2 separate regions of the Mus musculus genome follow, and region 2 is linked to region 1. Evidence: chromatin contacts called from public HiChIP or PLAC-seq data. All regions are on one chromosome and are shown on one strand. The core of a region is the stretch at or near the end of the contact, and the rest is flanking DNA. Distances in the headings are between cores, read along the strand shown.

Region 1 (3,716 bases), core at 789-3,288:
AATTACTATTGCTATAGGAAGACAGGACAGGTGTGCCAAAAACTCCTCCTGAGGCTTGCCTGGTCCTTCCACCATTCACAAACCCAGACACCTTGTAAATGTGATTCTCAAACCCAAACAGCCACAGGATCTGCTACAAGGCGGTGCCCAACAGACTCCTCCAGCACTTACCCCAAAACCTGACTCGGTGACTTTGAGGTGAGGCCCGAGGGTGAGCGCTTGATCCAACTTCCAAAGTGACAAGGTTGCCTCTGTGGCAGCTCAAGGGACTGTACCATCACTGATAGTTACCGCCAAAGTTTAGATTCAGCACCACAAATGGGACTGTTTTCATGTGGCTCTTTCCGAGTCCCTCGGATGAGCTCTATGCTTTATGCTGCTTGTTTGCATGGTGTGTGACAGTGACCACCTTATTCATGTCAACATAGAGCCTGAGAATGTGGTGTTATTCAGAAATGGGTTCTTTGCAGATGTAAGTAGTTAAGGCTCTTGAGATTGCACCATCCTGAATGTAGGGAGAACTCCCAATCCAACAACAGGTGTCTTTGAAGGAAGAGGCTATAGACATAGATGTACACACACACACACACACACACACACACACACACACACACACACACACAGAGAGACAGACAGACAGACAGACAGATGGGAATGGGGACCCAAAATCTGCTGCTATAAGCCAAGGATGATCGAAAGTTACCAGAAGCTGGAAGGGGCAATGGAACATCCCCAGAGACTTCTGATTGTGTGCCTGCTAATACCTTGATTATGGACTTCAGACCTGATTATGGGTCCTTCAGACCCAAGAGAGGCTAATTGCTATTCCTCAAGTCATCCAGTTGGTAGGACTTTGTCACAGTGGCTGTAGAAAGTGTAACATTAGTTCTCACTATTCCGCAGTATGACTGTGCAAAACCAGATGTTTAGGTCAGCCAGAACTCATTCCATCTCAAAAGCTGGGTGGAGCCGGGTGCGGTAACTAGCTCACACCTGCAACCTCCTAGTGCTTGGAGAAGCTGAGGCAGAACGACTACCGAAAGTTTGAGATCAGCCTGGGCTACCCATCATCTCCTGGAGCCTCGAGAAGTCCTCATCTGTAACTTGCTCGAGGGTAGCCGTGCAGGTAAAGTGGCCAGTTCATGAACAAGGTGGCCCTGAGCTGTGAGTGTTAATCACTAGCGCATCCTTAACAAGCCTTTGGTTAGAGGGGTTTGCTTATTCTCAAACACCGCCCCCCCCCCCCACAAGCCCCATCCCATCCATGTGACAGAGAGCTGGCTGCAAACCAATCAAATGTCCTGGAAAGGGCCAATGAAAGCTGGCACACAGTACAGCTGATACTCACAGGCCTCTGTCCAGAAAAGACAATTAGCCAGCCAAAGAGGAAGAAGGCTTTTAAACAACCCCTAGAACTGCCCAGAGGCAGCAGGAAAATAAAAGTCTAATTGTGTCGAGACAATACCATCAAAATAGGAGCAGGGCTGGCCCATTCTGTGTTGAGTTCTCAGAACAGCCTTGTAGTACTGAGGCCAGGCTGGGAGCAGCAATGCCTTGAGCAAGAACCTCGGTTATGGGTGGAAGAAGCCACCCAGGAACTTGAACTCTGTTTGGCTGATGCATAACTGTCTGGCCATGTTGGGGTTCTGAGGTTCCGCTGTGGGGGTTCCTGAAGAGTGACTCGGATTGGCAAAAGGGAAACGCTGTGACCCTGGGAGATGAGGACACGCCTGCGCGTGTGTGAATCTTGTTAGGTGAAAACCCCAACTCTGTCCCCAGGAGCAGAAGAGCAAAGTTCCGGCTGGAGGGGAGCCCTGAGGAGCCTGAACTGCAGGGTGGATAGATAGGGCCTGTGCAATGATCAGAGCCCGGCTTGGTCAGGCTCCGGTGCTTGGAGCCGGAGAGCTTTACCTGACAGGCTCCGGGAGTCCACAAGGTCGCGACATCAGCCCTGCAGTACTTCCTCTTACTAGCAGCAGGAGACTTCGGGAAGCAAATAGTTCTGACGCGCATGCGCTTAGTAGCCCCAGCTAGGAATGAGGGCGGGGACTTTTCAGGGAGGAGAGGCTGAGGGCGGGGCCCTTCAAAGACGCCCGAAGTGCTAGGGGCGGGGCCTATAGGTAGGGCGTGTTCGGGGCGGAGTTAGGTCCGAAGGTGGTGCTGACCGGATTTAAAGTGTTGAATACACTAAAAAAAAAAAAAAAAAAAAAAGATTGCTGTCTAGTAGCGTGGGCTTCTTCAAAACCATGGAGCATGTGAGAAAATTTGCAATAAGCAGTTGTAAAAAGTACTTAATTTTAAAAAATTAAAAATTAATTACGCTTGCCGGGCATGGTGGTACATGCCTTTAATCCCAGCACTTGGGAGGTAGGGGCAGGCAGATTACTCTTGAGTTCCAGGGCAGCCTGGTCTACAAAGTGAGTTCTGGGACAGCCAGGACTGTTACATAGAGAAACACCGTGTCTTGAAAAACCAAACAAAAACGAAAACCAAAAACCAAAAACAAAACATTTTATTTACTAGTGTGTGTGTGTGTGTGTGTGTGTGTGTGCGCGCGTGTGTGTGTGTGTGTGTGTGTGTGTGTGTGTGTGCGCGCGCGTGTGTGCGTGCGTGTGTGTGTGTGTGTGTGTGTGTGTGTGTGTGTGTGTGTGTGTGCTACAGAATATGTATGAAGATCAGAGGACAACTTTCAGGAGCCAGTTCTCTCCTTCCACCCTGTGAGTTCCAGGAATGAAACTCAGGTAGGTAGGCTCAGAGGCTGGGAGGGGAAAAGGAGGCTGGGTGGAGAGTTGGGGGCTTGGAAAACCAGGCCGAGCTCCTCACTCCTGGCCAAAAGAGAGTGTCTAACATGTAGCTCTCCACACCTCCACCCCCACCCCAGTATCAATGTCTCCAGTGTCCTGCTGCAATGCAGACTGCCCAGAAGCACACACCTACTAAGTCCCAGGAGGGTGGCAGGTCCCCAGTGTAGGTAGATGCTGCTGTCTGACACCTGCACCTGTTTTCAGGGATGAACTGCCTAGCAATGGGAGAGCTCCATCACCTCACACAGAGCTGAGAGAGAGTGTGAGCTGAGCGGGGAGGCTGGCCGGAACTGAGACTGGGGGGGGGGGGGGAGAGGGGAGCAAGGCAGGCTTCTCCAAAGACTGGCATAGTGTCTGACACACAAACTTAATGATGGGCTTTACAATTCATATATCCTTCCCTAATGTCACACATGAGTACAATGTATCTATTGTAAGTGATTACAATAACACCCACCTTCCATACCCCTCCATTTTCCTCCCAGAACCCCCAACCACATCTGCCTCCCCAATTCATGTCTTCTACTTCTTTTTTATTTTTCTTTTCTTCTCTTAAAATTCAAAGAAATTGAATGTAAAATTAAGTAATATATAAGAATGAGTCAAAAACTGAATTCATCCCTACATCAGTATAGTAAAAAAATATAATTCATTGTATATTATATTATTTTTTTAATGAAAGAATAATTCCATAAAAACAAGAGTACTCAGAACTCATGAGAATCCCATTATAGCTAAGGGAACAGTTGTACCACAGTTCCCGAGATTTTACATTTATTTTTATTTATGTATATAGGTATGTCTGTTTGTATGCATGCTAGAATTATAGACATATAAGCAGCCTGATGTGCATTCTGGGAACTGAACTCTGGTCCTCCGAAAGAACAATATATTGTGCTTTTAACTGCTGAT
Region 2 (3,716 bases), core at 439-2,938, 320 kb before region 1:
CACACACAGCCGTAAGCACCCTGATCCTAAGGGACTCTGCCTTATCATGCTTCCATCCATTAATTGGTCCATGCACAACAGACACAGAGCTGGGAATGGTAGCATGTGCTTAGGTCTCTGCACTCAAAGTCAGCCGAGCCTACGCAACCCCATGTGTAACAGGCCAATGTGGGGGTCACTGAGACGGCTCAGGAAGTGAGAGCGCTCACCATTGTGCCTGATGACCACAGCTGGATCCCAGAGACCCATACAGTAGAAAGAGAAGAGACTGTTAAAGTTATCCTTACACACACACACATACACACACACAGACACACACACACACACACACACACACACTCACACACACACACACACACACACACACTCTCTCACACACACACACACACACACACACACACACACACACACATACACTCTCTCTCACACACACACACAAATAAATGTAACTTCGAAATGTTTTAAGAGACAGAGAGTCTCTACATTTTACAAATGAAGAGCCTTATATTTAAAATACTAAAGTGGCCTGCCCTAGGTCACTGAACAAGTTAACTGTCATTCCACTAGTTTTCTTCCTTCTATGTCCCAAGAGCCTCCAGTCAAGGTGCTGACCCTCTGGGTGCTGATAAAATCACACGCCAGCATTGACTCATTCTCGCGTATTCCAGAGGAGAGGGGCTGCAAACCTGGACACTTAGTCTTAATACAGCAGACAGCCCTGCAAACCAGGAGTTTCATGAGCGAGGGTCCTAATGAAACAACTGTGATCTGAGTCATACAAGGGCTAACGGTTCAAGTCCCTCCAGTCCCTGTCTGTGATATCTTTTTCTGCTCCCAGGCTACAGAAACAATAACCAGACAGCCTCATTGGATTTGGTTTTTGTTTTTTGTTTTGTTTTGTTTTGGGGGGAGGGGTGTTGTTTGGTTTGTTTTGGCTACATGATGGTACTATCTGACTTCTAACCAAAAGGTGGGAAAAAAATCTTTCCAAACTAAAGACCAGTCAATGCCTACCAGTTATTCAAAGCGATCAAAAAGATGATCCCGGGGCCAATGCAGAGCTCCGGTGCCATCCTCGGGAGGACCTGTAAAGCACAAAGCTAGGGAACACCAACTTAGTATAAGGACTCATTCCGGGCCCGAGCATCCGCTGCAGAAATGGCTGCAGGGCGAGTGTCTGCAAGGGACCCACATCTCCATCCTGAACAACTGCGCAGAGACGGAGAACTACCTGCCTGGCCCATGAGCTGGAGGAAGTCACCTGGCCCGAGTCACTCAGGTAGGAAGAGGGGAGCAGTTTGAAAACTAGGTCACGCCTGCTTCTAGAGTCAGAACTCCTCGCCCGCCTGCCCCTCTCCAGACTGAAACCCGCCACCAATCAAGCCTGCCCTGCCTGTCAGCAGAGCTATTTTCGGCATTGGTACAATTTCGCTACGTGGGAGCCCGGCTTGTCACGTGAACAAATGCACGGGAAAGCTCCGGCATGGTGCGACTAGCTTTAACAGATCTGGGGAGCTGGGATGTGTATGGGGGGTGGGGAGGCGCCAATCCCAGAATCACCAGTTCCTGGCTACTGTTTACCAGCCTCTCAAACCCCATCGTGAGCCAGCCAGTGCTGAGCTGAGGGCCCCTCTCCCATTCCGTGCCCAGGATGTGAGTGTGCTAAGCAAAGCAAATAGCCTTGAAGCCTAGAGGACTTCACAGAAGCAAGAGGGGAAGTCAGGCCGGCTTCTCTCTCAATTGCCTCTTGATCACAGGATTGAATATGTACTTAGAGTAAGGGACACTTTGAGATAAATTAACTTCTAAGAGAAAGGGACATTTTGAAAATTAAATTATACTGCATGGAACGAGCAATCAATCAGCAATCAATATGTATCTGATAGCCATGCATACAAAATGAAAAGGCAATTCATAAAAGAATAAGTACAAATGGCCCGGCGTGAAGAACGGCTACATCTTGGGTATAATCGGAGGCATAAGGATTTAATTGACAGTTTTTTTTTCTTTTTCTTTATGCCCCTTCCCAAGATTGGCAGGGACACGGAGCAACAACTGGCAATCAGATTGGTACAACAATTTAGGGGTGCAGTGTCACAGATCAAGATATTAAGATTAGTGGGTAAATCCGTCGATTCAGCAATTCTCCTTGCACAAAATAAGGCTGCAGAATGTCACAGATGGGTACAAACATCTAATTGCAAAATGTCTGCCTCCATTCCGTGGCTATTAAAAAGCTGGAAGCTACCCAAATGTGCCACACTGGGGAGATAGCTGGAGCCATATAATGGAATAGTATGCAACCATTTAAGAGGTGGAATATTTAATGGTAAGGAAAGATACATTTCACAGCCCAGTAGAAGAAAAGAGGAAAGCCACTGCCTCGGATCACAGATGCTGAACACTGGCATATGCTTCCAACTGTAAGGATTTTGAATTGTTTTTTTTGTTTGTTTGTTTGTTTGTTTGTTTTCTGGTTTTTTTATCTCTATTTTCTACATTCCCCATAGACAATACATTTAATAAAATAAATTTAAAGTCACTTAAATGAGAGGACACAGAACACTAACTCCATGTAACACTTGGCTCCTGTCCCTCCCGACTCCATGAGCACCCCTCTCGCATGCTAACCTACGATGAAGAACCCCAAGCAAGCATCCGTGCCTTCACCCTTGATCCACCTGGGGCTTGGAAACTGCATCTGCCACAGCCTACCCTACAGCTCCACCCTCGGTCCCTAGACCATCGGGGTCAGTTCCATTCTAGACCTGGGTGCAGAGTGAGTGAGCTTGACGGGGTATGTGCCATTACTTCTGAGGTAAGGAAAGGGGTGGGCATAGCACATTGAGCCCCGGGCAGGAACTCACACATATTCTGTACCTGTCCAAGGACCTAGGCACACTTAGGGTACTGACCTCACCTCTCTGTTCTCCTACTCTGGCACCATTTTGATACAGCTGCAAGCACTGAGATGAGGATTTTAAAAGACAGCAGAGCCCTTCTATTTAAAATGCCTGTCTGTATGATATAATAACAATGCATAAACACTAATCTGGTATCATTGAGTGTAAAGATAAGAATGAGAGATGTGGTTTGAAGTTTCTTTATAACCACATGTGAATGCTGGCTAACTTTGTTTCTGTGAGATCGGTTCAAACAAAGAGCCTAGCTCTGCTCACCTTGCTAATCAACCTCTACACAGTGAAGGTGAAGCCCCAACTCAGTCTCCAGCCTCCACACAGTGAAGCTGAGGCCCCAGGCAGCCTCCAGCCTCCCCTCCCTCTCGCCTTTCTCCCCCACCTCCCATCGACATCTCTCATGCACACACAGCATCTAGATCTCCTTAGAATCTAGGAAGGAATCTTCCCCTTGACTCTAATGGCAGCTGGCTGAATACAGTATATAACAATATCCAAAGAGAAAGAGAAGTTAGACAGCCGGATAAACAAACACTGAGAGAGACAGAGCGGGCAGCGTGGCTCATGCCTTGCACATCATGCCTTACTCGTTCTGTACCCCAGAGTTCAGTTTGGCAAATCACTGTGGGGACTTCATTTGCTAAATCAAGGGAAATGATGACCTTCTTGGTAACCTATGGGTGTCTTACATTAAGAGACCCTTGAAAGAGGCCTCCGCGGCCCAAGTGCAATTTTGGAAAAAGTTGAGAATTCACACGGGGGTAAATGTGCATGGCTGAAAAGGCACAAGACAGGACA

What was found. HiChIP or PLAC-seq counts read pairs in DNA pulled down with a chosen protein or histone mark.
Region 2: a contact with region 1 is called in an H3K27ac HiChIP or PLAC-seq map of microglia, with 9 times the contacts expected there. The contact joins the enhancer-like site here to the promoter of Nudt7 in region 1. A contact is called at or near these places in 6 of 39 promoter capture datasets (the C10 cell line, the HPC-7 cell line, hematopoietic stem and progenitor cells and 3 more), 6 of 484 Hi-C or Micro-C datasets (B cells, CD4 T cells, LSK cells and 3 more) and 3 of 115 datasets of contacts at active chromatin or transcription factors (bone marrow-derived macrophages and microglia).

The regions. Positions count from the first base shown.
Region 1 is chr8:114,131,896-114,135,611 of GRCm38.p6, reverse strand. It overlaps Nudt7 (nudix (nucleoside diphosphate linked moiety X)-type motif 7), which reads right to left and starts at 2,038. Exons shown (of 4, transcript NM_024437.4): 1 at 1,912-2,038. The coding sequence starts at 1,946.
Region 2 is chr8:114,453,918-114,457,633 of GRCm38.p6, reverse strand. The region is part of intron 4 of Wwox (WW domain-containing oxidoreductase); the gene reads right to left. Among named protein-coding and RNA genes, the nearest start is that of Wwox, 16 kb to the right of the region's middle. Within about 2 kb of position 1,688, at least 22 of the 459 cell types and tissues checked have an H3K27ac peak or open chromatin away from gene starts, as enhancers often do. A contact at or near this core is called in microglia, where this site is marked.